Regions from separate parts of the Mus musculus genome. Here regions 1, 2, 3, 4, 5 and 6 are each linked to region 7. The links are chromatin contacts, called in public HiChIP or PLAC-seq, Micro-C and promoter capture Hi-C maps. All regions are on one chromosome and are shown on one strand. The core of a region is the stretch at or near the end of the contact, and the rest is flanking DNA. Distances in the headings are between cores, read along the strand shown.

What was found. Promoter capture Hi-C pulls out the DNA fragments that hold promoters and counts their contacts. A called contact is a pair of places that touch in the nucleus more often than the background predicts. HiChIP or PLAC-seq counts read pairs in DNA pulled down with a chosen protein or histone mark.
Region 1: a promoter capture Hi-C map of hippocampal neurons shows a contact between it and region 7, with 4 times the contacts expected there. The contact joins the enhancer-like site here to the promoter of Eri1 in region 7. A contact is called at or near these places in 5 of 39 promoter capture datasets (the 3T3-L1 cell line, embryonic stem cells, hippocampal neurons and 2 more), 4 of 484 Hi-C or Micro-C datasets (the G1E-ER4 cell line, the HPC-7 cell line, the N1E-115 cell line and 1 more) and 3 of 115 datasets of contacts at active chromatin or transcription factors (T-cell acute lymphoblastic leukemia, large pre-B cells and pro-B cells).
Region 2: an H3K4me3 HiChIP or PLAC-seq map of the 230-238 cell line shows a contact between it and region 7, with 12 times the contacts expected there. The contact joins the enhancer-like site here to the promoter of Eri1 in region 7. A contact is called at or near these places in 7 of 39 promoter capture datasets (the 3T3-L1 cell line, the C10 cell line, cranial neural crest and 3 more), 1 of 15 datasets of contacts at CTCF or cohesin (large pre-B cells), 33 of 484 Hi-C or Micro-C datasets (B cells, the Ba/F3 cell line, CD4 T cells and 22 more), 18 of 115 datasets of contacts at active chromatin or transcription factors (the 230-238 cell line, CD8 T cells, DN3 thymocytes and 12 more) and 3 of 9 other capture datasets (embryonic stem cells, liver and macrophages).
Region 3: a contact with region 7 is called in an H3K4me3 HiChIP or PLAC-seq map of bone marrow-derived macrophages, with 3 times the contacts expected there. The contact joins the enhancer-like site here to the promoter of Eri1 in region 7. A contact is called at or near these places in 3 of 39 promoter capture datasets (cranial neural crest, embryonic stem cells and neutrophils), 4 of 115 datasets of contacts at active chromatin or transcription factors (bone marrow-derived macrophages, embryonic stem cells and large pre-B cells) and 1 of 9 other capture datasets (adipose tissue).
Region 4: a Micro-C map of embryonic stem cells shows a contact between it and region 7, with 2.1 times the contacts expected there. The contact joins the promoter of Prag1 here to the promoter of Eri1 in region 7. A contact is called at or near these places in 7 of 39 promoter capture datasets (the 3T3-L1 cell line, the C10 cell line, frontonasal cranial neural crest and 4 more), 7 of 484 Hi-C or Micro-C datasets (B cells, the Ba/F3 cell line, the HL-1 cell line and 2 more), 9 of 115 datasets of contacts at active chromatin or transcription factors (T-cell acute lymphoblastic leukemia, bone marrow-derived macrophages, craniofacial prominence and 6 more) and 2 of 9 other capture datasets (adipose tissue and macrophages).
Region 5: an H3K4me3 HiChIP or PLAC-seq map of embryonic forebrain shows a contact between it and region 7, with 2.7 times the contacts expected there. The contact joins the promoter of Trmt9b here to the promoter of Eri1 in region 7. A contact is called at or near these places in 1 of 39 promoter capture datasets (hippocampal neurons) and 2 of 115 datasets of contacts at active chromatin or transcription factors (embryonic forebrain and large pre-B cells).
Region 6: a contact with region 7 is called in an H3K4me3 HiChIP or PLAC-seq map of forebrain, with 4 times the contacts expected there. The contact joins the enhancer-like site here to the promoter of Eri1 in region 7. A contact is called at or near these places in 5 of 39 promoter capture datasets (cranial neural crest, embryonic stem cells, frontonasal cranial neural crest and 1 more), 1 of 484 Hi-C or Micro-C datasets (neural progenitor cells) and 9 of 115 datasets of contacts at active chromatin or transcription factors (bone marrow-derived macrophages, embryonic basal ganglia, embryonic hindbrain and 5 more).

Annotation. Positions count from the first base shown.
Region 1 is chr8:36,338,113-36,342,096 of GRCm38.p6, reverse strand. No RefSeq gene overlaps it. Among named protein-coding and RNA genes, the nearest start is that of Lonrf1, 91 kb to the right of the region's middle. Within about 2 kb of position 1,481, at least 6 of the 459 cell types and tissues checked have an H3K27ac peak or open chromatin away from gene starts, as enhancers often do. A contact at or near this core is called in hippocampal neurons, where this site is marked.
Region 2 is chr8:36,182,036-36,185,773 of GRCm38.p6, reverse strand. No RefSeq gene overlaps it. Among named protein-coding and RNA genes, the nearest start is that of Gm35520, 4.6 kb to the left of the region's middle. Within about 2 kb of position 1,498, at least 188 of the 459 cell types and tissues checked have an H3K27ac peak or open chromatin away from gene starts, as enhancers often do. A contact at or near this core is called in the 230-238 cell line, the Ba/F3 cell line, CD8 T cells and 16 more, where this site is marked.
Region 3 is chr8:34,916,869-34,920,751 of GRCm38.p6, reverse strand. It overlaps Tnks (tankyrase, TRF1-interacting ankyrin-related ADP-ribose polymerase), which reads left to right. Exons shown (of 27, transcript NM_175091.3): 3 at 2,278-2,373. Among named protein-coding and RNA genes, the nearest start is that of Tnks, 47 kb to the left of the region's middle. Within about 2 kb of position 2,046, at least 38 of the 459 cell types and tissues checked have an H3K27ac peak or open chromatin away from gene starts, as enhancers often do. A contact at or near this core is called in adipose tissue, bone marrow-derived macrophages and neutrophils, where this site is marked.
Region 4 is chr8:36,093,064-36,096,780 of GRCm38.p6, reverse strand. Prag1 (PEAK1 related kinase activating pseudokinase 1) reads right to left here and starts at 1,953. Exons shown (of 6, transcript NM_172911.3): 1 at 1,793-1,953.
Region 5 is chr8:36,455,722-36,459,481 of GRCm38.p6, reverse strand. Trmt9b (tRNA methyltransferase 9B) reads right to left here and starts at 1,396. Exons shown (of 5, transcript NM_176952.5): 1 at 1,099-1,396.
Region 6 is chr8:34,889,286-34,892,999 of GRCm38.p6, reverse strand. Tnks (tankyrase, TRF1-interacting ankyrin-related ADP-ribose polymerase) reads left to right here. Exons shown (of 27, transcript NM_175091.3): 4 at 2,460-2,496; 5 at 3,249-3,324. Among named protein-coding and RNA genes, the nearest start is that of Tnks, 75 kb to the left of the region's middle. Within about 2 kb of position 2,284, at least 71 of the 459 cell types and tissues checked have an H3K27ac peak or open chromatin away from gene starts, as enhancers often do. A contact at or near this core is called in embryonic basal ganglia, forebrain and neural progenitor cells, where this site is marked.
Region 7 is chr8:35,493,995-35,497,613 of GRCm38.p6, reverse strand. Eri1 (exoribonuclease 1) reads left to right here and starts at 2,081. Exons shown (of 7, transcript NM_026067.3): 1 at 2,081-2,342. The coding sequence starts at 2,247. Gm51568 (a long non-coding RNA gene) reads right to left here and starts at 2,088. Exons shown (of 2, transcript XR_003947532.1): 1 at 461-2,088; 2 at 1-282.

The DNA of each region.
Region 1 (3,984 bases), core at 232-2,731, 850 kb before region 7:
CTTGGAGCTAGGCAAACAGTTGAAATCTGTTTAAATAGAACTTAAATCCCTTCTATACAGAACAGCATTAAAAATTACACTTATTTAAAATTATACTTTTTTTGCTAATTTGCTATTAGGATGGGGCAGCATAAATATAAATGGGATGGAATAGTTGGACATTAATATGGGGGGCAGTGTTTTTTATTTTTACTTCTGACTTTAGAAATACACAGCCTTGATCCGAGAACACTCAAGACATCCATCTGCCCAAGGGAGGAAGATTAAGATTTCTATAAAAGGAACACAAAGAAAAATTAACAACAAAATGACAAATACTTAGCTTCTGTCATTTAAATTATGGTTTGGCTTGAAACATAATTTAGTTTCAATGAAGCAAAACATTTAGAACTTTGAGAAACATTAGAAATATGGTTCAAATGAAGCGAAACAAAAGCTTTTCTGGCAAAGCTTTTGACACACCACACACAAACACACGGGGGGGGGGCGCTAAATTCATCCATTGTTTTTTTTTTTTTTCTTCAGTGTGGTTGGTTGAACCATAGAGTTTTACACAAGAGGCCGATAGAGCAGGAGAATAGGAAGAAACCCCTCCTTGCCATTCCTGAGGCAATTTCATAAAGCATAAGGAATAAGAGAATGAGTTGGCCCAACGGGTGCCACAGTCAAGACACGGGATTCCTGGACTTTGGTGTTGTTTATTTAAGTCTTGGAGAAAGGCACCTTCTAGGCAGTTGCACACGAAACAGGAAGCAGTCCCTGACCATCCTGCAAAACGAAGCCTTGGGGTTTAGCCTCCCACGCCACTCTCCATTCATTCCCACATGATGAGGGCAGGAAGGAGGGGTAGAGCAGTGGCTGGGAGGCCACCAGGATGATGAGAGTGGCCTGCAGCAGACACTAAGAGTGGACCATCAATACAGGCCACTGTGCGGAAGAGAAGACATACTGTGCGGGTTGACAAACTAAAGGACCTAAGGATAAGCTGAGTTATTAACGCAAAACAGCATTCAAAAATGATTAAGTGACATCTCCTTAGAAGTGGCCTATCACAGTTCAAATACAAAACCAAACCAGAGTCCCCCTTCCCCACCAATGGTTGTGTAGTCATGCCTTACTGTGAGGAGGGTGATCTGAGAGACAGAAAGAACATTTTTATCCAAAGCAATTAATTCATCAGTCCCAAAGGGCTTTCGTATTCACTGGGAGGGTGAGAGTAAGGTTCCCACCATAGAGATTTAGCACTCTGTCCTTATCCTCTGCTGATAGAGGATGGAAGGCGGGAGGCAGGTCTAAAGTTTCTATCCTCTCCTGATGGCAAAGTGTCTGCTTGCAGTCCGTGAGTGGCTTGGTCACAGGCCAGTTTCAGACTCAGTTCAGTCCCAATGGCTTCCATCAAAATAAGCAGCAGAGAAATGGAGAACAGGGTCCAAGCACAGCCAAGTCGTGTTCTAGGAGAGCTTATTAACAGCCCATCTGCCATTGGCTCCTCTGCCAACTCTTAGTGTGCCTCTGGTGGCCAGGGACCAGAGACTAGGGGAAGGCTGGTGGGTTGTAAAAGAAACAAGCCTCTTTCCTTATCTTTAAGGGCTTGGTGTTTAAGAGTGTTAGATCACACACACACACACACACACACACACACACACACACACACACACACGCGCGTACACACAGAGGCTAATCTAAGAAAACATTTTGTCATCTTTTCTTCCGTGGGATATTGTCAGATGGTTTGTATCCACTTGTCTCCAGCGATGACAAGGGAGTCAGGCCTGTGTGTCACACGGTAATAGACCCTTCCTTTGAAGCACAGTCCTTTACTCCGTTGAATTCTTGGGATTTGGATCAACCAAAGGAGACAAAATAAAGCACAAAGCACAAGAACAGGAAGATGTGTCTGTGTTGATGTTTATCCGTGCCACCTGGAGCTGCGTCATAAACTTCCAGTGATTCAGCTAGCGACGCTGCCCTGCCAAGACAGGGCCTTTAATGTGCTTAGAATATAAGCTGTGTTTAATTTTTAAATGAAACTGATTAGAAGTGTATATGTTTTATTTACCAACAGGGGCCAAATTGCTCACTCGGGTGGGCTGTTGCTGTGCTGGCTTCACAGGTGCCAACGTCTATATAAAAACAACTTCGATTCTAAAGAGAAAGTCGGAATTTTCCTACTGGCAGCGCTCGTCTTGGTTAATTAGACGGTATTAGGAAGGAAAAGGTTGGCCATGTTATCTAGAAGAAAGTGTTATTAGAGACAGTGTTGTACCCTGAAAATGCTTAATACCGCACATTCTGGTCTCTAATTGCCATCTGGAGCAGATACTTGGGAAATTTTCAGCAAACTGATAGAAATAGCCTAAAGATGCCTCAGTTAATTCATCAATAAAGGTAAAAGCATCCTGATTTTTAAAAAGCATGTACGTGTCACTTGTGAATCACACTTTGAAAGACAAGTACAGATGACGGTGTCACATGACGCCTCTCTGTCAACGGAATTGCCATAAGGTCGATTAACATTTGGGAGTTGACTAACTTCTCAGAGACTCATATCATCTGTGTAAGATAGGGGTAAGAGCTTTTTAATATTAATTTTTAAAACAGTAGCTAAAAGGTCTAGTAAAAGAAATAAAAACTAGCCATCACCACTAGACACCTGTCAAAATGCACAAAATTTAGAACACAAATACCAGGGACACAGGAGATGGAGAAACAGGGGCCTGCAGTCGGTGTTGGAGGAGATGACGAGCTACAGCCATGGTGGGAGGTCAGCCAGCCGCTACAGAACTGGAGTTACTTGAATATGACCTGATAATCACAGTCTGCAGTACTTAGCCTAAGGCGATGGGTGTTCTCAACCTGTGGGTCTTGACCCCTTCGGTAAACCTCTATCTTCAGAAATATTTACAATTTGCAACAGTAGCAAAATCACAGTTATGAAGTGTCAATAAAATAATTTTATTATTGGAGGTCACCAAACATGAGGAACTGTATTAAAGGGTTGAGAATCATTGGCTAAGGTAAAGACCAAATCTATACATGCGCACACACATAGGCACACACACTCGCACACACACATGCACACACACATACACACATATATGTATACATATATATGAGCTTTATTCATAATTACCAAGACTTGAAAGCAACCAAGATATCTTTTAGTAGGCGAATAGAAGACTAGACATGCATGCAGATGCGCCAAAAAGAAATTAGGTGCCATGTGACAGAAGGACATGGAAGATCGCTAAGGCAGTGCCAAGAAGACTCTGAGAAAAGGATAATTTGCACTATGTGACATTCTGAAAAAAGGCAAAATTAAACATACACATATATGGAGAAAGCAGAATGATTGGCGGTTGCTAGGAGACAGGAGGAGGGGATGAATGGGCGGTGCACATTTTTAAGACAGAAAAACTACTATTGATGCTATTATGAGTGGATACACATCAAAACCCAAAAGATGCTCACCACCAGGAGTAAACCTAATGCAAAACATGGACTTGGTTGACATTGGCACGCTCATTTAGGTTCCTTGGTTGTACCAAATACATGCTGTAGATGGGGGATGAAGGAAGGAGAGGCTCTGCACCGTTGGGCTTTGAGGTTCTCTAGCATACCTCTATGCTTTCCCCTTAGCTTTGTCCTATAGAAAAATTAGTCTTTAAAAATCACCAGCTATGGGCTCCTCGCTTGACACTTTTCCTGTCCATTTTTTGGCCTTAAAAAGGAGTGTTCTAATTGATCCCTCATTCCGCTTTTAGGGCTAAAGAAGCCTGCATGATGGTAGCATTGTTTCAAACAGCACTTCATGTTTTCTGTTAATTAGACTAGGATAAGATGGTTGAAATGCTTAAGCCAAACATCCAAAAACAAACACACAGCGGCAAACTGTTACAGCCATTCTTCCAGAAGCTTCAAGGCACTGGCTGGCGAATCGGTGAAATGTGGAAGTTTCTCAAAAGCCCCATTCACTCCTGTCTG
Region 2 (3,738 bases), core at 249-2,748, 690 kb before region 7:
GGCTGGACCAAAGCCCCAGGCACATACGTAGCAGAGGGCTGCCTTGTCTGGCCTCATGGGAGAGGATGTGCCTAATCCTGCAGGGATTTGATGCATCAGAGTAGGGAGATATGGGGGGGGGCACCATCTCAGAGGCAAAGGGGAGGTGGGATAGAGGGAGGGACTCTGGGGGGCTGGGAGAAGGGCAGTGTGTGGAATGTAAATAAACAAATCAATAAATTAATTTAAAAAAGAAAACTCATTTTAGCACCCGTCTTTGAAACCTTAGCAACACACTTTACTAAGATTATGAAAAGTCAGCAAAAATCGCAAAGCACCCTGGGATCTCACTTGATGTGCCCTACGCAAGAGCACTGGACATTTCTCCACTCAAGGAAGTTTCTATGAGCAAATGCACTGATGCCCGGCATCTGCAGGGGACTGTGTTCTGCTGAGTCGGCTCAAGCATAAAACGAGAAGTTTCCATCAAAGTCAAGTTAAGATTGATGTTAATTTACAAGTTTTCAGTTGGATTGCCCTGGGGCTAAGAGATCGTGAACATTCTTGGGCCAGATGTTCCCACTCTAGAGTGATAGTCATTTTCTGGTTATTTGGGAAAAAAAAAACTGAGTTGGCTTCTGGAACATTTATCTAAGTACATGGCAGGACCAGGAAATATGTCTATTGACATTCGAAATTAAAAAAAAAATGTTTGCAGCTAGAAGAAAAACAGGAAAAAAATGCAGTGTTTCTTAAAACGGAGTCTCTCGGATGCTGATAGACACATCTCATCTGAACTGTGGACAGCGTTTCTGTTTTCTGTTTCAGTAGCATAGATGGAAATTAGCCAAAAAAAAAAAAAACCCAGAAATTTAAAATTACTATAAAACTGCTCTCGATTTTTCTAATTAAAGAGCAGGTTAGTCTGCTTCATAGAAGGGCTAAATTAGAGAACACCTAATAAGAAATACAACTTAAGGCAACCCCTGGCAGGAGAAGGTGAGTCAAATTAAAAGACTGAGGTTTTCTTTTTCAATACTAATAAAGAAGGCCCTTTTAAGTCATTCATTACTCCACATAAAGCCTTCTACTGGACTGCTTTCCTGTATTCTTTTATAGAAAGTACATTCACTTTAATATTTATGTAGACTAAGCGTGCCCCTTCTTTGATGATCACTAACTGGCTATGTGGCCTCTCTGGAGTGACACCAAAACCTAAATCAAGAGTCCAAACTAATGTTACATTGGCTGTTTCAATACTGTGGTAGTTAGAGTTCAAATCAACAAACCCTGTTTGCTTTGCCAATAACAAGACTGGTAGAGTTGCTGGCTTTGGGGAGACATAGCATTTAATATTTTCAGAAGAAAAAAGAAAAAAAAATCGAGTGTAACAATGCACATTTCGAATGTGGCCACCAGAGGTCTACTGACACTGCAGAGCGAGCAGGCTGCAGGAGCGTGGGCGCAGACTGGTGCATGCGTACTCTGCCTGGTGGGGCCAGAGACTCTCCAGCCCTGCCCTGGTCTGCTGAGTCAGAGCTGCTCTGTAACCCCCACAGGTGACTCAAGTATGCGAGGGAGTGTGAGAAAGACTGCTGCCAGGGTTGAAAAGGAAATGTGGTGTATCCCGTGTGTGATGGAGATTAAGATATTTAAAAGTCCAGGCAAAGGCAGGGCATGGAGGCACCCATATTTAATTCCAGCATGTGGGCAGGAGGCAGAGGCAGGTGGATCTCCTAGTTCAAAGCCAGTCTGGTCTACTAGTGAGTTACAGGACAGTCAAGGCTAAACAGTGAACACACCTCACCACCCGCGCCTCTCTCTCTCTCTCTCTCTCTCTCTCCCCCTCCCTCTCCCCCTCTCCCTCCCTCCCCCCTCTCTCCTCCCTCCCCCTCTCTCTCTTTCTCCCTCCCTCCCTTCTCTCTTCTCTCCCTCCCTCTCCCCTTCTTCCCCATTTCCCCCTCCCTCTCCCCCTCTTCCCCTTTCCTCCCTCCTCCCCATATTTCTCTCTCTCTCCCTCCCTCCCTCCCTCTCCCCCTCTTCCTCATTTCCCCCTCCCTCTTCCCCTTTCCTCCTCTCCCCCCCCCCACTTTAAACATTTTTCCTAACAATGTTACAACTCAAAAGCTATTTTCTTTTCAAAACGTTCTACCTGGACCTGGTGCCACAGAACTGTCATCACACATCTTGAGATCAAGAGGCAGGAAGGATCACAAGGTCAAGGCCTGCCTGGGCTACAGAGTGAACTCATATCAAACAAGACTGCCTCAAAATAAAAGATTAACATGGGTTTGGAGGTATAGATCGGTGGTAGAATATTTACTTGGCATGTGTAATGCCCTAGCTTCAAACTCTGGTACAAAATCATTTAAGTGACCAAGGCTGTATTTTTAATTTGCAATTTAGCTTCCAGATATTTGAAGATGAAGAAGCTCTAAATATCACCTAACATGTACAGGTCTAAATGTTCTCGTTTAACAGAAGAAATTATCTGACCAGGACTGAAGTGGCATTCCACGCTCAATATAAGATAGTTAGCTGTCTTTAACTAGAACCAAGTTCTCCAGAGGTGTCCCTGAGGCTGCAGGACCTCACTCTTGTATGGAGGTGGGGCTAAGCTAGGGAAGCATCATGGGAAGGGCAGGCTTTGTCCATCAATCAAGATGTGCAGAGCCCTGGACTCAGAGGTTCCTCTCCTACTCCAATGTGCCAGGATTCCTTCAAGTATATCGAGACTGTTAGACTGATTTTTCTCTGTTCCCCATATTTCTCAGGGACAGGGATGTCTCCATGGTTCTCTGTGTTACCATCAGTATACTCCCAACAACTCTGTCTTCACAGAATACATATCCAGTCACTGAGTCTGTGTCTCTCTCTCTCTCTCTCCCTCTCTCTCTCTCTCTCTCCCCCTCTCTCTCTCTCTCTCCCTCTCTCTGTCTTTCTCTGTAGACCTGGCTGACCTCGAACTCCCGGTGTAGATCAAGCCCACAGAGGTCAGCCTGCCTTTCACTGTAAAGGCATGCAACACCACACTGGGCTCTCACTTGGCTCTTCCTTAAATCAATCCAGCCAGCACTCATAGCCTCCCCTTCGCTGCCATCCTCCCAAACCACTGTACTTTCCCTTTAAATGGATTAGGCATAACTCCAATATCTACCACCTCTCTGTACAACACGCTACCGCCATGGTTCTGCTGGATCTTCCGCTCAGTGGCCTATGTCTTCCTTCTTACCTGGGAGGGAAGTTGGATTTAGAGGCTGATCAATCTCCAAGTAACCTGGGAACGAGACCACCCAAAGGAACCTATCAGCTAAGAGCGTCAAATTTCAACCTGTGGTTTTCAAGTCACACATACAGCAAACATTCTATTTTTGATACCCTTGTGGTTAGAACATTTCGCAGAATCTCTTCTACTTTCCCCTAGTCCCACCACAACCATGAGTAGCACAGAGAGAGCCACGCCTTGCCTTTTCTTCCAGGCAAGATCTTTCTTCGTTCAAACTAAGCTTGTCACCGAGGAGGAACAGCGCTGTGACAGGTTCTCAGGTGGGATTCTCACCATGCTCAGGTTCTAGGCATATGAAAAAGTTTGGGTCTCGCCTATGTTAGATCTGGTTGGCTATCTGTATGCACAGAGAACATGTTGGTCTGCCCAAGAAAGTCTTTATACACCTCTGGGGTGTTTTGAATGAAAATGGCACCCCGAGGCTCACAGGAAGCACCACTGTTAGGAAGTCTGGCCTTATGGGAGGAAGTGTA
Region 3 (3,883 bases), core at 797-3,296, 580 kb after region 7:
TGGCTGGTTCACCTCGTGGGTGGATGGAGCAGGGTACTCAGACTGGTGCATGGTGTGAGCCTTACATTTCATATTTTAGACTATGATTGGCTGAAGACAACTGAAACCATGGAGACCTGCAGCTGGTGGGAGGATGACCGCAGAAGGTCTGCAGATCTTTCTGTGTCTTCCCAAGTATGGCTTGTTTTAATACTGCAAGTGTGAAATTGCCCCAGATCTAAGGGGAGAGGTGTGAATGCTAACCTTCAGACAGCTATCCATTGTAGCAAAGCCATGGTCTTGATGGCTTATGCATCACAGAAAGAATGGCTTTATAAACAATATGACTCAGTACTTAGTAATATGAAGATCACCTTCCAAATTTCAAAAGAGTGTATGGGCTTCAGTGTAGAACTTGAGAATTACTAGTAGTGGCTCAAAGCCACTACTGGATGTTTTAAAGTGCTCGCGTATGGGTGGGGTCAGAGGGTATCCAGAGTTGCTTGTCAGGAGTGTGCTTGAGCGCGTGAGAGTGCTTGTGCTTTTGGATTCCAGAGAGGCCCCATTGAGTGTTTTCCTCAGTCACTCTCCACTGCACGTTTTGAGGCAGAGCCTCTCACTGAGCCTTTTCCTCAGTTACTCTCCACTGCACGTTTTGAGGCAGAGCCTCTCACTGAGCCCGGGATACTCTGATTTGGCTAGACTATGGCCAGCTAGTCCCAGGGATCTTTCTGTTCCACTTCCCTAGCTCTGTGTGACAGATGGATGCTGAGGATCAGAACCTGGCTCTTCATGCTTATGTAACAAGCATTTCACCAGCAGAGCCACCATTTCAGCCCTAAAACTCTTATGTAAGATGTAAGTTTCCCTCATCTAAATAAAATGCGTGAGACCTAAGTGCTTTGGCGTTCAGACCCACCCCACCTGAGGAGTTGGAATATTTGCATATATATAGCATGAGATGTTTTGAGGTTGGAATCCAGGCCTCAATGCGAGATTTATTTGTGTTTCACATATACCATGGTAAGCATACAGTCTACCAAATGAGCTACATTCTTAGCCCTCTCATTGGTTAAATCCCATGTATGTTAATGAGAGTTCTAAAATGGAAGAGTATTAGTTTAAATTTGGTTGCTTAGTGTATATTTCGCTAAAGAATGAAAATTTTTATTGCTTAGGGAAAAAAAAAACAAGCAGTGGCCAATGAGCTGGCTCAGTGGGTAAAGACACATGTCACCAGGCCTCAGGACCTGAATTTAATCCCTGGGATCAACATGTAGAAGTGATTGTCCTCTTACTTCTACATTGTGTCCCCACCCCCAGTAAATGTAGAAAAAAGTGATTCAGTATACACTTAAGTGTTCCCCTATCATGGTGTCAGAGGTGGCTATGTAGGTGCTCAGAGGATTCACTTTCCTCACCTTGAATTTCAGGTTTTTGACTAAAGATGCCTAACCTGTTCACTGTTTAAATATCAGATGGGTAGTAGCACTCCCGTGGTCTCTGGGGCTCTGCTCTTACACAGCAGTGGTTTAGTTGGCATTAGACACTTCCCAAATGCCATATCCATATTTTATCTACTGCCCACTCACTTATAGGAGGGTCTGAATCTTAAGGAGTCTCTGTAGTTTTTATGAAATACCTTTGTTACATGAATTTCAGTGATTGGGTTTTTAGTTCTAGAAATTTGATGGAGGATCATAATACAGGATAGAGTTCTTTTTTGTAGCATGGCTGCAAGAGCTGGCGTTGCACGCATTACTGTGTCTGTTAAACTTCTGGAAACAAGCCAGTGTGTCTATGGTGAGTTTCATATGTGAGCACTGAGCCACTAAAAGCCTTGCACAGGGTTACAACTCTTCTGAGAGAGGACGTGTTGGAGATTCAGCAGCGAAGCAGCAGCAGCAGCAGCAGCAGCAACAAGCAGTCACAGTGGTAGTAAAGGCAGGGCAGCTTCAGCTAGCACAGCTCACAGAGCGAGGCAGGGAACACGCACACAGCTCCCATACTGCTTCCTTGGGAGGCAAAGCAGGACCGTCCGGGGCAAGCTTCTAGTTTCATGGTTATGATGTCAAGTCATGTGATAATACTGTACCATAAGTTGCCAACTTTGCTTTACTCTAGAGAAGATCCTTTGCTGCAGTGCTTTTGTTCCCCTTTTTCTTTCATTTTTCTTTTCTTGAAAGAGAAAAAATTGTGCAATGTATGTTTATGCCTACACCATGCCGAGGCGACACTTAGCAGTAAATAATCTCTGTATCCCCGAGGTAAGATACTGTTTGTGCTTTCCCTGCACAGTGCTGCTGCAGCACGGAGCCGATCCAAACATCCGGAACACCGATGGGAAATCAGCTCTGGACCTGGCAGATCCTTCAGCAAAAGCTGTCCTCACAGGTAAGGAGCCAGCGCTAGGAGGCTGATTTTATAAGATTTTCATGCACTGAATATTTTTCCACTAATGAAGCTAAGAAAATACTAAAAATCTTATTGATTGGATGTGCATCTTATTAATTGTGTTGAGATATATACCTATATATGTATATATCATATAGATTGATATATCTTAATTTTACTGCTTATAGCACTGAGAATTACAGCATTACATCATAGTGTTTCTCATATTTTGTCAGTTTTATGGCTTACATCACAGTTTTCCTCTACCTCCTCTTCTCGGCTGGTTTTTTAAAGCCCTTCACTGTTGAGCAGACAAGGGCATTTGTGTTACTGTAAAAGTAGTTTTCATTGGGAAGACAACCTGCTGCCTTATCCCTGGGGTCAACAGCTACACTTGGGTGCTCTCCTCACCCACTTTTATATATTTCATTATATCTTTGTACTTTTTACCCTGATAGCCAAGTTTTTTAGATTGGGGTAATATATTGTCTTTCTACTTCTGTAATGCAGATTTGGGGCTTATTAATTTTATAAAAGTAAATGCCAAGAACCATCACAGAGGAGACCCTGAGGGTAGAGAGCACCCTTCGTCATGGTCGGCAAGATTATGTTTAACGGCTAGATTTTGAGCTGCTGTTCTCATTGATCTTCGTTCTCAGTGCTGCATTGGCTCTGTTTGGTTTTGTTCTCAGCATACCGGTCCTGCTGCCTTTGCCCTCCTTTACTCTGTGATGTGGAGCCTCCTAGTCACTGCACTGCTAACAGTGCTGTTATAGATTGTGTAGAAGAGAGCTTTAACTGTGTTTAAGTTATCAATCTGCTGTGCACTCTTAATAGAGATTGTGAAGTGAATAGAAGGCATTTATGTACAGAAAGCTTTAAAAATATATGGAATTTTGCTTAATTACTCTACGTGGAACGACAACTTCCCACTGTGCTAAAATTAATATAATCACTGCTAAATCAGAGTAATCTGATATTTCTCAATTAATTAAAGATGAAATGAGTTGCTACATGAGGAGAGCATATACCAGAGGAATAAAGCTTTTTAAATCAGTGGAGATAAAGTTACTGCACAGTTTTAAATGATGAAATCGGGCCTACCTGATTTGTCTCTGACCTGCCTGGTCCTGAAACCTTCAGTCTCTTATTAAACAGTCATGTGCAACAGAATAGCAGCCTTCCGTGGTCTCTGGCCGGAGGAGAAAGACAGTATAGAAACAGCTCCTCTCATAGCTGCTATAGTATGTGCCAAGGGCTAAGCAAGACTGTATTTCTGAGTGTCCTCCCCCTGACCTTTCCTCTTCTCCGGCTCTCTGCCTGCCTGTCTATTTGTTAGGTGCATTTAATGCGTCATTGCCTGTAGGACTGTTTGAAAGACATAGGTTTAGATATAAGCCACTAACCGTAAGAAGCTGTCTCCTAATTTTCACTGCAGGTCAGAGAAGATCATTTTAGGGTACAGCTTTGGCATGCTTGCTTGAAGAGGCTGGAGTATGGTGGAGGACAG
Region 4 (3,717 bases), core at 704-3,203, 600 kb before region 7:
GAGTAACAAAGGAAACCCCGGGCTGCCCACTGTCACTGACTCATTGTGTCCTGTTAAAACTGGCTCCTTAGGCTCTGCAAACAGACATTCCCAGCTTGTCTTTGGAGCTAGAGCAGCCCTTCTAGGCCTGGAACTGTCTCCTGTTTGCTTTCAGGGAAAAGATGATGAACTATGCAAATGACTCTCAGAGCAGGAGTAGAGAGAGCCCTGGGTAGTGCCAGCTCTGCACAGCCTGGGAATGGCACCTTCTCACATGCCTACCTCAGAGGGTAGGTGCAGAATTATGCAAATGATCCCATTTCTCAGTGAGAGGCTGCAAGTGTAAGATCAGGAAAAGATCCGCAGCCTTCTTTGTGATCCAAGTCACAATAACAGAGCTTTGCCTCTGCAAACTTCGGGGCGCTACGATTTACAAGGCTGAGCTGTCAGATACACTCCCACCCCCATCTCAAAAAGAATCCGAAGAATCAGGGTGGCCAGATCCTAAGTATTCAGGTCAAAACCCCTCTTATTTGCACCCAAATTTGCTCATGCCTTACTTGATAGAATTCCACAATTTTCCATCTAAATAATATTGCTTCTTGTATTTTACAAAAAAAAAATAATAATGCAACCCCCCAAAGGTATAGTATGTATGGAAAGTATATAGATTAATGCATTATATTCCATTAGCCAGCGTGGTCTAGGGAGAAAGCAGGACATGACTACCCTAACACCCCACCTCACCCCAGCCCCAGCACTGAGGGTATATAATGGTATCTACATATCTTTTTATTTTCTACTTTCTGAGCAATCATAGTAGGAGGAGTGTGGACTTGAAGCCTGCAGTCTGATCCAATAAGGGGAGCAAAGTTCTGAGGGACCCTAGGAAAGCCAACTTGCTTTCTCTGGGGCCTCCTGTCAAATCTCCTCAGAAGGGGCTGTAAGGTAGAGTTGAGAACTGTGATCAGTTAAGCCTTTCCAACCTGAGTCTGAACTGAATCCGTTGCAAAACTCCTCAGCCTTAGACCTTTGGGCTCTACAATAGGCTCTGCAAAACCATGGTTGAGCTTTACCTGGGAGAACAGACACAGTGAGCGAGCGCTGTGGGCTGAGAATTGCTCAGCCGCCTCCATTCGCATTCCCAGGACTCACACACAAGCAGAGATTCTATTTTCCAAGGGTAAGCGTGCTTGCGTGTGCATGTGGGTGCATGTGGGTGTGTGCGCCCGGCTGCAGAGGGGACATCACAAGCAAAGGTTGGGAGCTAGCTCCAGGTATGGAATGATCACCAAGGTTCATCAAACAGATAGCACCTTCCTTCAGAGATCAGCTGCAGCCTAAAGGTGGCTTCCCTGGACCCCCAATTCGTCACCTCCGGGTCTGGCCGGAGCAGCCCGAACGGCCTCTGCCCCTCTGCTCCTTTGACAATACTCACTGCAAAAGGAGCAGTTCCCAACACACAAAACAGAGCAGCCAGACCAGCAAGACCAGTAAAACCATTACAGCAGTCGATCACCCTTCCCGGAACTCCAAGGAAAAGTTTCCCAGTTTCAAAGCGAGCGTTTCTCAAAAGAATTGAAAATACCCCTCCGACTCCCCAGCTTTCCCGTCTCGGAACCTGCACCGAGGGCACAACCCTGAGCACGAGGTCCGGACTCTCCACGCGCTCCGGATCGGTAGCCTGTCACCCCTGGGGACGCCAGCAGGGGCTGGCCCGCCGGGCCACCGCAGCGACTCTGCGAAAGCCCCTGGGCCGCCACGTTCGTCAGACAAAAAGCGGCGGGATCTGGAGAGAGAGTGGTGGGCTCACCTGGGGTCTGCGGTCTCGCAGCCTCGCCGTCGGTGACCCAGCAGTCCGTTGCCCCGCCGGACGCCTCGGAGCATTGTCTTTAGCGTGTCTGCGCGGAGTGCTTGCCCAGCCGCGGGCGGCTGACTTCTGCCTGGGCCCGGCGGCCGGGTGGCAGCTGCGATCGCGGCTCCGCCCCCTCCGCCTCGGGTGACGCCGCCCGCTCCGCTCCCGCCGCACCCCCGCAGTCCTTGCCGCTGCCCCGCGTCTCCACCGGGCCTGCGCGTCCCGCCACTCTGCTCGTCCCCAGTCCAGGAGGGCGGGCGATCGCCCCTGCCCAGGTCCCTAGGAACTCCGCACCGCGCCCCGCCCCCTCGCTCGCCACAGCGAGGCTCCGCCCCCAGCCCGAGCCTTGGCGCCCCTAGACCTGGAGCTGAGCCCCCCAGAGCGTCCCCAGCTCAATCCCAGCTCAGCGCAGTTCTGCTTGGAAGATCTCTGGTGCTCCCAGCTTTCCTTAACCACAATGCACAGATAGGTGTGTCTGTCGGAGTAAATGCATTCTCATCCCTCCACCCAGCCGACCCTAGGAGACCCTGGTAGGGAGGGAGCAAAAGAACGAAACATGGAAGAGAGGGGATCCGGAGTACAATAATAAGATCTAGGGCGGTGGGCTCTGAAAGAGGCGTGAGCGCCTTCACTGCCACGTACTGTTATCCTAGGAGAACCACAAGCCGGCTGGAGCAGGGCTGGCTGAGAGATTTCAGGTCCTGCTCAGCTCCTCATGTCCAGGCCTCTAGCAAATGGCTCAGCACATCTCTTTGAACTTTAGTGTTTTAACAGTGGAATGCAAATGTTGGCCTGGAGGACCGGCCTTCAATCATGCTGGGGCACCCAGGTCCTCCACCTGTGTTTACACCGCTTCCAGTGCGTGAGTCACTGGCTGAGATACAAGGAGTTCAAGATATTGTTCCTCGGGCGAAAAATCTTTTTTAACTCTCAGGAGAGGGCCAGCCAGTCGCCTCCCTTCCTCCAGCTGCCTGAGTAGGACAGACTTGCACCTTGCCCTGGGTGTTCCCTAAGAAGCCAGGCACTGAAGTTACTGCTCAGGGCCAAGCCTGAGTGAAAACGGAATCCTCCCCCGCACCCCCCCCTCAACACATCTGGTTGCTTCCCTTTGCTTTACAGAGGCAGCGCGGTGTTACATCCTTAATCAGGATGATTCCACGGAGAGAAGGAAGGCACCACTCAGACCCTCCCCCTCTTCGCCTTTATGTGGTGTTAACACTGGCAGCGCTATATAGAATATGAAAGAGGAAGAAGACATGTTTTGGATATGTGTGGCTTCTATGTAAGGAGTGCAAAGGGACCATAAGGAGAATTTACTTATCATTCAATGTCCCTCATTACCCATTTAAGTACGGAAAGACTGATAGGAAGGTGAATAGGAGTCGTACTAACATTCATGAAGAACCTACTACGTGCCAGGCAACGTCACAGGGCAGGGTTAGCACATTTGACACAGCATAACACAGGTCCAGAAGGGTCCTATCCTTTGCCAGGGCTCCTCAGGTGAAAAGTGGTAGTGTTGAGATGGGAACCAAGAGCTGCCTGATTCCACCGAGAGTCCACCACATTGCCCTACCAGTCAATCATTTCAACAAGTACATAAGGAAAACTCTGGTGGAACGGCGCCAGCAGCATTACATTCTCCTGAGGGGTCCAGTCTACTTATGAAGACACCAGAGGGGAAAGTGCCAACAAGCAGACAGGTACAAAATGGTTTGCACTGGACAAACACAATCCGGACCCAAGAGGGGCTTTCAGTTCAGTGACACTGGGCCCTCTCATGGGGATTTTGGATCATTCATGGCTCTCAGCATTCAGCTCCCCACATCTTTCAGTCCTCTCCAGGGGGCATAGACACTTCCCAGGATAAATAAAGGCCATGC
Region 5 (3,760 bases), core at 147-2,646, 960 kb before region 7:
CACACACACACACACACACACACACACGCCAAAGGATGAAGTATTTTCAAAGAGCATCTTTAGAGCAACCAGATCTTTCTAGAGGCAGGCTTTCTTTCCAGTGAGGAACGGAGCCTATAGAGGGCCCTCTTTTCAGACGTGGCCATCAACAAAGCAGCAGTTCTTTGCAATGGTTTCCTTAGTGATTGGATGCTTTGCAACTTGTCACAGTCTCCTTTTAAATGCACCACACACAGCCAGCCAGTGGCTCCTGGACATTCCTCCCCAGAGATCTTTATCTCCAGAGACCCACCCCAAGTGTCCCTAGGTCACTGATGGATCACATCACCAGAGCTGTTTACACGGCTGTAGCAGGCTTCTTGATCTCTGAAAAATCCAACAACTTTCCCTTCACTAAATTTCAATACAAATTAATCACCCCCCCCCAGGAAGCAGAAAGAATAGATACCTTAACGGGCTATAGGAATAACAGTGCTTTTATCTGGGGGCTGGGGAGGGGGAGTGTTAAATGCCCTTTACTGGTGTATTAGGAATAACCTTAATTTCCAAGCTAGACGGATATAGTCTTTTCCTGCATGAAATTTCCTAGGTGCATTTTAAAGATTTCATGCACACCAACTAATACATAAAGAAAGGCCGGGCTCGGAGTTGTTTGCATCTTTGTCTCTTTTTATATGTTATTTCTGACAAAGAGCTCAAGTTAATTCTAACAGGCGCACACAGGAGGCACGTATCATTGTATAGATCCCACCATCCTGTTTTGACTTTCCTTCCAATAAACTGTATTTTCATTCTCAGCTTTGGAAACTTTCAGGCTGCTGAGTTATCTTAGTTCCCGCCTCCTGCTGGGTAGAAAACCATTTCCCAAGTCACGGCTTTTAAAGGGAAAGATACACGTGCGACCAGAAACAAAAATACAACTTCACCTTTATACTTCTGAGCTTGTCGCCTTGGACTCCGAGAGCCTATTTATCCTCCCTGCCATCTGAAAAACGTCCTGCAAGGCATGCTGCTCTGCTTTGGTCACATCTCAAGTTTGCAGGGTAAACAGGTTCTCCCACCATTAACAAGGATGGCCGAGAAAGACCAGGAACTCACCCAGGCTTGCAGATTCCCGGGCGCTCTGGCAGTCCTTGGGGTGCACAGCCGCTGCAACTCGGGCAGCGGAGATTCGGGTCACCATAGAGCGGTGCAGACGAAGGTCAGCACCAGGTTTTGGGCGGTCTTTGCCCGGGATCCGGGCGGGAGGCTCGGCCGAGCTCTAGCTCGGAGCTCTTCAGTAGCGCAGCCCGGGCTATCCAGGATGCAACTTCCACGGGTCGGCCTAGGAGCGTGAGAATGAAAGGGAGAGGACTAGAGAGAGGGACAGGGGGCGGGGAAGGGTTTTTGGGAGTACGCGCGGGACGGAAGCGCGCGCCCGGGCTAGAGCGCGGCTCCGTAGAGAAGTTGGAATGCAGCCGCGAGGCCGCGCGCATTCAGGCTCCGGTGGGGACCTCCTGCCGAGCTGCACCGCTTGGGCGCCAGAGTGACAGCTGCGACTTCCCACGACCCCCACCCAGCGGAGTCCCCACCGCCTGGGCCCGCCCTCACCTCTCCCCAGGCTACAACCGCAAGCCCGCGGCGCCTCCGAGTCGGCTCGGCGCGGCGCGGGCGCGCGGCGTAGCCCAAGCCGTGTGGCTGCTCTGTCTGTCCCCTGCGATCGCCGCGCCCGGACGCGCCAGAGGCTGGGCTCAGGATGACCTTCCTGTCTCCCACCTCCAGTGTCTGGTGGGGTGAAGGGTCCTAAGTGGGAGAGACGCCACTGGGCGGGTACACCTGGCGGGCCTTAAGCGCAGCTCAGTACCTGTGGTGACACCACGTGACCCTGAGCCCAACTCTTCCCCTTTGATCCTGACCGCAACCTACTGTAAAGGAAAAATCCCTACCGGGTATCTGGGCACGTGGGCTGACTCAGGATTGGAGGAATCAAGTCCAGCCTGTCACCGCACAGGCACGCTTGCTCAATCTTTTGAATGTTTTGCTAAAACGAGCGGGTCAAAAGCCGCGTATATCACAACAGTGCAGGGTGGGATATAGAAGCGATCACCCAAAATGGATATAGATCATTGTTTTTGCAATAATAGTGTTAATTGCTTTCAGTGTCTTAGCTGGTAACCTTCAACCCCTATTCGTAAACAACACAGTTACAGGCAGGGTTCTTTGTACTTTTTTTTTTTTTTTTTAAATACATGTTCCCCGGAGTCGGAGCCCAATACATTCAGTAATGCTTTGCTGGCTTTTGGATAAGACCCTGATGTTGTTGAGTTTCTGTCCTGTTATAAGTGTTGGTAAGGACTCATCTTAAGGTCTCACAAAGACAATGTGCATTTAAAACGCCACAAGGAGGACTGCTGGAGATTAGTTTAATTCAGGGATAGTGTTCTAGTACTCAGGCTACTGGGGTGGCCCAGGGAGAACTTCTGTTTGGATTTCTATTGCAATGTCACAAATAACAAAATAACCATCTCCTAGTCCTCTGTAGAAACCTCTGCAGGTGCTGAGGCACACATGTGGTTTCTGATCGATCAATAAAGATGTTAGCGGCCAGTGGCCAAAGGAGACGGGACAGAACCCTTAGGGTTGTTGCACAGGCTAGGAAGTAGGGGAGAGGTGACAGAGGAGCGCCAGGACCCAAGGAAAAAGGATGGGACGCAGGAGTGGCAGGTGATAAAGCCAACCACATAAACACACACAGACACACACACACACATGGAGTAATAAATAAAATGTTAAAGAAATGAAAAAGGAAATAGTATGAAGATGTCAGTAATGATACACATGACATTCGTAGTAAGAAGAATTTCAACAGAAACAATGAATATTCTCTTACAATGAATGATGATATGTGTTGACGTAGCATCTATAGAAACCAGACCACTGTAGAATGCTGAGAAGCTAATGCCTGTTTTTTTTTTCTGGACTTAACAGAAGAAAACAAAACAAACAAACAAACAACCACTATATACTGCCTAATTAGCTTGGTTCCTTTTTAAATGACCTTTTATGACGACGCTATGTGATATTATTCATTATTGTGACGGTGATGACGTTACTTGATCCGACCCTCTATTTAGATCTTCAGTCCTGGCATATACATCAGAAGAAGACGGAAGTCACTGAGCACCTGTCTTGTGCATGCACATGCCTCAGTCCCAGCATGGTTTGCTTCCCACGTCTGAGACAGGCACCACAGTGCTAACCTGTATACAGCCTAGCATTGCCCACCACATGACTAGCTCAGTCAGGCATACTGGTGTCTAGCTCACCAGCAGGAGTGTGCTGTATTAGAGGGTGTCTTAGCTTTTTTTGGTTTTGATTTGCTGTTGTTGTGATGACATACCCAGCAGGCAATAGGTAATAGCATCTTCATGGGAAAGGGTTTATTTGGCTCATAGTTCCAGAATCCAGGCCATCTCTATAGGGAAGTGTTGGAGATTGGTTCTAATGCTTTGATTCAAATGCTAAGGGTTCTTGTCCCCAATTGGCTTTTGATTGATCAATAAAGATGTCAGTAGCCAATGGCTTGGCAAGGGAGACAAGGCAGAACGCTTCGAGTTGTACAGGCTAGGATGCAGGGCAGAGGAGGCAGACAACCGCCAGGACCCAGGGAAGAAGATCGGATGCAGGAGTGGCGGGAGATAAAGCCAACCAGCCATGTGAGGTTTCGGGTAAGTGACCACTGGCTACTTCACCGAATGGGTGTGGGGTAGGAAGGATTGGG
Region 6 (3,714 bases), core at 1,035-3,534, 600 kb after region 7:
GCAAAATTGCATGCTGCGCATGATTAGGACCTTTGTCCATAGGCTGATTGGGACTTTGAGGCGCCTGAGTCCTTTGCTGTTTTGTAACTTAGCTTATTGGAATTCTATTTCACCATGACTTGGACATCAGGAGTAGGCACTTGGAGTTCAAGTGTATGTATACATAGTACAGGATGTCAGCTGTCAGAGCCTGCTATCTCATCCCCATGCCCTGGGTGCTGCAGTGAAGCATAAGTGGGAATAGTTATGTAGTCAGTAAGCTGGAAGATGCTTAAATACAGTGATTTTGCAACCCTCCTTTAAAAAACATCCAATGTTTTCTCAGCACGTTCAAACTTAGTCCTTTCATGCAGTCTGTCTCATTGTCCTGCAGGTGTCACTGGGCTGTCCAGAAAGAGCCAGCACTTCTTGTCTTCCCTCAGGCCTTTCCTTCTCTCTCTCAGTCCTTACCTGAAAGCTTCTTTCTTCTTTAAAACGTCTTTAAAAACTGCTTTAGTCTCTCTCTCCCAGAAAGGCTTCCTTAGCCCCAGTTAGCCTGTTAGTAATCCCATTTAGACTAGCCAATAAGCACATAATAGTATTTCATAGGATTTCCTCACAATCTACTGTAATCATTTGCTTACTTCTTTTTCTGCTTTAATAGGATAATCTTCCTTGAAGTCAGAGGTGACAGTGTTGTCTTTGAACATGGCATGCATATACATATATATATGTGTATACACACACACACACACACACACACACACACACACACACACACACCTTTTGAATACATGAGTGGCTTTATAGATGTATTCCATAATTTGCATTATTTAGATTGTAATTATTCGGGCTTTTTAAGTTTTAATTTTGACTTTATAAAATGACATTCCTAGTATGTTTAATTTCCATACCGCTGTTAGAAAATGTTTAATAAAGGTAAGTTTTTAACTCTTAACCATTTTTTGCCCTGAAGATACAATTTGATTTTTGTGCAGTTATTTATTAAACAATTGAACTACAATTTATAGGAAATTGAAAAGACTAATTTTGTGATTCTGAAATTGTTCAGATTACTATATGGAATTGGGGGTACATAGAACTGACTTTATTAGTATAAGATTCCCTTAATAACTTCTACATTTGAAAACATGTGATGATAGCTTCTAGATTTTAGCCTAGTTCCAATTCAAGACACAAGCGATATAATATTCATTAATAGTAGATTATAGGAGTTAAGCAGCTGCTCCTTGGTATCTTTGTAGAGTTTGTGTTGAAATAGCTCAATTTTACATCAAAATACAAAGAAAGATATAACTGCAAATCTTAAAGTTTTTTTAAAAGTATTTTAAAGTAATTTACAGTAACTTTTATTTGATCTAAAGTCTTCTTTTTCTAATATATACCTGCTATTTTTCACAGAAGGCCATATTAAGACAATTTGTATAATCATTTCTTTAATGATATTACCAGCACAGTTATTGCATTAAAGCAATCACAATCACAGTCCTGGCTGTTGTTTTTGTTTATCGAAGGAGCAAACACAGTGTTGTTATCATTAAGGCTCCTCATCCTTCATTTGCGCTAGCGAAAGAAACTTGGGTGCTCTAAGGAATCTGTTATGGGAGACTTCTAAGTTCTGTTCTCACTGATATGTTTTGAAAAATCCATTGTGGAAAAAAAGAAGAGAATAAAATTCCCCATGCCGTAACAATTAGTTACTTGTTTATTTCCAGAGACCCTACTTACTAAGGTTTACTGTTGGTAAAGGGTAGTACACCAAGCAGAAAGGGTAACAGCGCAGGCTAGGTTAGGTTATCGCTGCCCGTTAAGACTATGCTCTCGGCTTTGGTTTTGGAGCACTGCCTCCAAGAGGCGCCTAGCATTTGGTACGTAGTTCACGTATTTCTAGTCTACAGACCTTCCCTATCAAGGCAAATAGCATCCGTGGTTTCATATTTACTGTGTGGTTTTTTTTTTTCCTGCTATAAAGCTCAATGGTGGTAATTAATTAAAAAAAACTTTCTGTGGCATTACAAATAAAACAGGTTTTTTTGAAGGCTAGTAATTTGTACCGTTAAAGAGCCACGTTATTTTGCTTTTGTCTCAGAATGTATTATGCTTCACAAGTATACTGTGACAGCCTGAATACAAACCGGGGGGAAGGGACATTGTCTTGAGCTGGCGTGCCGTTATCAGAGGGAATGTGTTCCTGGACTCGAGGTTTAGCATTCATTGGCTGTCTGAAGAAAGCTATTTCATCTGAGGATTGGACAAGAAGCTGCGTCAATTTACTGCCCGTCTCCAAGGCACTGGTGATGCTGCCTTCACTAGCTGGCTAACGTCACGGCTCCATCACCCAGCGGGGTGTGGACTCTCTTTTCTGTTCTTCTCTGTTTAATTCTCTATTTGCTGCCTACTGCATTTCTTAATCTGTCTTCTGCCAAATGCTAACAGCATGATATTTTGCAATCATCTAGGTGAATACAAAAAAGACGAACTCCTAGAAGCTGCTAGGTAAGTGATTCCATTCATTTTAAGTAAGTATAATGCATTTAGGGAGAAACGGGTGTGTGTGTGGGGGGGGGCAGGTAGAAGAGTGTAAAGATTTATAATGTGTTCTTTTCTTGCTTGGGTTTTAAGAGATAGTGTGGGTAAGATCTATTAAGTCTTTGTGTACTTCATTTTACATTGTTAGTGGACGTAATGACAGAATCCTTCACTATACTGAGCACTGTAAAGCTAATTTTATTTTGTAACGTATCTTGAGGTACTACCTGCAAACCTTTCAAAAGATATTCTTATTCTTGGAGTGTTTATATGCCTATATCTGTATTTTGCTTTGACGATTTTCTTTTCCTAGCCACGCTTGAAGGAGAGACATAAAGTAAATGCTAAAATTCATTCTCAGCTATTTTGTTGTTGTTTGTGGTGGTAGTAGTAATGGTCATTTATAATCTAATTGATTACCTCTTTATAGAATTTGTATTTTTAAATTCTAACATTTTAGATCATTTCTAAGTGAAGTTTGTAATTAAAATGACTATGTAGATACATTTTTAAATGTGGAATGCTACATTACTCATGATACCATACCACCACATAATTAACAGGAATTATGTTAACTGAAATGAATATTATAGACATGCATTGTGATCCACATTTAAACTCTAAAGCAAAAGCCTTGTTGTTTTCCACTATAAAAGAACTATAAATATTTATAAGAAGCTCTATAGCTTTACAGAAATTAACTTGCTGCCTTTTTATAGGAGTGGTAATGAAGAAAAACTAATGGCTTTACTGACTCCTCTAAATGTGAATTGCCATGCAAGTGATGGACGAAAGGTAAGTTATTTAAAATGCCACCTCTTCTAGTAATTTCTTCTTGCTTTACCATGAAATTTTGCTTGGTATGGTCTGTGTACATGTGTATACTTAGATATTTGTAGCTGTTTTTCCTGGCATCTTTGCACTGTAGAGTGAACTGCTCTTCCCTCTTCCTGGTGGCTGTGAAGATTCATGGAGCTAGGGAAGCCTGGGTCCTAAGTGAGCGCTCCTCCGCTGTCAGACACTCGAAGGGGCTTGTTACAGGAACTGCATACACTTTTCAGTGAAGAAAATTAGCAGCATGCGTTCTGTGTGCCATGATGCAAATATGTGTCTGTTAGGACATACACATTCTACATTTATTTGGTAAATTTTATCTGCTAGATATCAGCACTTTGTCTATTAAAG
Region 7 (3,619 bases), core at 832-3,331:
TTCAGTCTACTAGGATGTCAGCTGGTCTTCAGTCTTGTTGGAGTCCCATCTAGGAAAACAGTGCCTCAGCAGCAGGACAGATAGACAGGACAGATAGACAGGCAAGCAAGCAAAGGGCACAATCTTCCATTTTCCAGGTCCTTTCATGTAGGCTGCCATTAGAGGGCATGACCCAAATTTTGAGTGGGTCTTCTCAACTCCGTGACTCTCATGTGTTTGTTTCTTAAAGGCATTCACTAAAGGTGTGCTAGGGGAACCTCAAATTCAATGTATCCTGCAAAACTAATTGTAAAAGGGAAAGGTTTATTTTTCTTATATGATATATTGGATATCTAATTCCATATTTGATAATGTTAGAAAGTTTAATAAAAGTCCAAATATCAATTATTTGGTAAATATAATCTATTTCTAATGTTCTTCTCAGAAGTCAAAATGTAGATAGGAAAGGAGAAAGACTTACTGTCATTGACGTTTTTCACAGAACTCTTACAGAGGGCTGGGTTTCAGTTCCCTGCACCCACATGGCAGCTGACATCCGAATCCAATCCCAGGGAGTCTCACACCTTTTGGCTTCTGTTGGCGCTTCACATACATGAAGTGTACATAGATGCACATGTAGACAAAATACTCATATACATGGAATAGCATAAAATATTTTTAAAAATAAGCAAGCAGAATTTGAGACTGGAAAAGTGATTTTTCTTCTTTTTATGGTTAGATGCACTGGCTGCCTTTTTAGAGACCCCGGTTCAATCGCCAGTGTGTGAGAAATACCAAGTAAGAGTCTTGTCTTATGACAAGTGTTTAACCATGACCAAGGCAACTCTTAGAAGGATAGCGTTTAATTGGGGCTGGCTTATAGGTTCAGAGGTTCAGTCCATTATCATCAAAGTGGGAGCATGGCACCATCCAGGCAGGCATGGTACAGGAGAAGCTGAGAGTTCAACATCTTGCTCCAAATGCAAACAGGAGAAGACTGACTTTCAGGCAGCCAGCATGAATGAGGGTCTTAAAGCTCATGCCCACAGTGACAGACTTCCTCCAACAAGGCCACATCTACTAATAGTGCCACTCCCTGGGCCAAGCATATTTAAACCACCACAAGTCTTTTCTATGGATACTATAAAACTTGGGTTTAAGACAAAGAATTGAAATCTTTTTATCTTCCTCCACCTTGTGAGACTTTTAATGAAAATGTTTCGATCCTTCAGATCCAGAAAAACTACTGTTTACTCAAAGAACTGCTCCTTTATTCCAATGGCCCCTTTCCCCATCCTCCACTTCCTGTGCACCAATTCTTTTCAGACTAGCCAATCAAATCAGGCTGTGAAACAACGGGACCTCAAATCAGGAGGAAGAGACACACACAGGCCACACCCTAAGTTAAAATAATCACCAAACACACTTCCTGACTTGTATGTATTCACTCTTCGAGCATACCCGCTTGATAAAGAGTAAAGTTCATCTTGCCCAGACACTTAAGTTGGAATGGTAGTTTCTTCCTTCGCCTCTCAAAAACACCCACATGGCAACTCCCATGTTGGGTTCTAACTCCAATCCCAGGGACAACGCTCTCTTCAGCCTCCCTGGGGTACTGCACACACGCGGTGCAGACATGCTCGCAGGTAAAACACCCATAAACACAAGGGGGGGGGGTGGAGACGAATGAAAATGATTTTTAAAAACGTCCCCAAATGCCAAACAGCATTGGAAAGGATGCAATCCTGTAGATTTCAGCGTTGTGGAATCTAGACCCTAGGAACGCATCTGCAGAAGGGCATACATAGACTACACTGGTCGTTGTCAAAGCAGCTTCTGCTACAGTGGGGGAAAAAAAGTAAATAGATTTTGAGTTACTGGGAGGAAAGACCTTAGAACTTGCAGCAAACACTAATTAGGGCAGCTTCACGCGCGCATCCCAGGCAACCGGCGCAGCACCATTTTCGAACCTGCGGGCTACCCACGCCCACTTCCCCAAATCGCTCGCCTCCCGGGCTCTCTCCCGCCGCCGTCCTACCGCGCGCGCGCGGGGAGAAAAAGGAGGGGACCCGCCCACTGCGCCTGCGCGGCGTGACAACGCCACACGCTCCCGGAAGTAGGAGGCGTCCGGCGGAGTTTGTGTGGCGGCCGCCGCGGGAACGTGAAGCGCGGTAGTTTTTCAAGGGAGAGAGCGAGGCGGCTTCCCGCGGGTCTCGGTGGACCGACAGTGAGCGTCCGCGGCCGTCTCGCGGCCCGCGAGAGGCGGCATGGAGGACGAGCGGGGCCGGGAGCGTGGCGGCGACGCGGCGCAGCAGAAGACGCCGCGGCCGGAGTGTGAGGAGTCCCGGCCGCTGAGCGTGGAGGTGAGGTCGGGAGCTCGCGCGCGCGTGCGGGGCGGCCTCGCTCGCTCCCCTGCTCCGTCCTAGTCGGGGCGAGCATCGTCGGCCTCGAGAGGGAGGAGGTCAGGCGGGAAGTTCCGAGTGAGAATTCCGCGTAAACATTCGGCGCGCGCGGGCGCACTGCCGTTCCATCAGCCCCGTGGCGCTGATTGGCTGGGTTCTCTCCAGCGCCCACCCTCCCCGCCAGATGCGGCGGCAAGCCTTTCGGGGTGCTCGGACAGCCCGTGTCTTCCCAGCCCCAGACGGCCCACTGCCCTCTGCACCCCGAGGTGCATCTGTTCCCGAGAGGACCCTCCCCCGGTCTTTCCCCGTCCCCTACTGTCTCGCCCAGAACCCTGCCACGACCGGCTTTCTAAGTGATTTGCTACTTCCTCACGGCATGGGCAAGATCAGGAGATGATCCCCGGACTTCTGTTTTTCATCTTGATGAATTAGTGTTGGCTAGCGCCGCGGGTTGTGAGCGAGATGCTAAATTCTGTCGCTTTTTCGTAAGAGGAGTTGAGTACTGACACCCAGGTTATTCATTCATTGGCAGGGTAGAGAGATAGATGGCTTGGGTGTGAAAGGCTAGGCTCAAAAACCAAAATGTCAGAAGGTGGGTATTCCATAGAGGCGTCCCAATGCCTTTATTCTTTCCATTTACACCTTCGTGTAGTAGCCAGAATAGCCTTTTAAATATTATTTTTTAAAATGTGTGTGTGTGCGCAGGTGCCTCTGAAGACCAGGAAAGGAGGTATGGGTCTTGGGGAAGAGCAGAGTTTGTTCTTCATGGTTAAGCTGTCTATCAGGCCTCTAGAGTTTCCTTTTGACAGTCTGTGCCGAGGTTGCGCTGCGCATTCCGTGCCTTCTTCAGTTTGCCCCTCTGCTCAGTTCATATACACATCTTCGTCCACTCTGGCTTCCTTGTGTTCTTTTATCGTGGAGTGTTTTGTAACGTAAGGATCTTGTGCTCCTCTTGTCCGGAGCATGCTTCTCTGGATCTTTCCAGATTATTCCCTTTGTTGGTAGGTACTTTGGAAGGCTGAAGACGCTTCCATCTGCCCTCTCTGGAAAGATGCCCCTTTCATTTTAACATACGTTGTTGACAATATCATCTAAGTCGGTTCGAAAGCTAATTTTAATTTGCAGAGCGTTTTCTAAGAGAAGTTGAATATACTTCATTGTCTTTCAGAGTCCTGAAACTTTGAGATAGAATGCTTTGAAGGCCTGGATCTGTGTTCAGATGGATTTTTTTTTTTTTT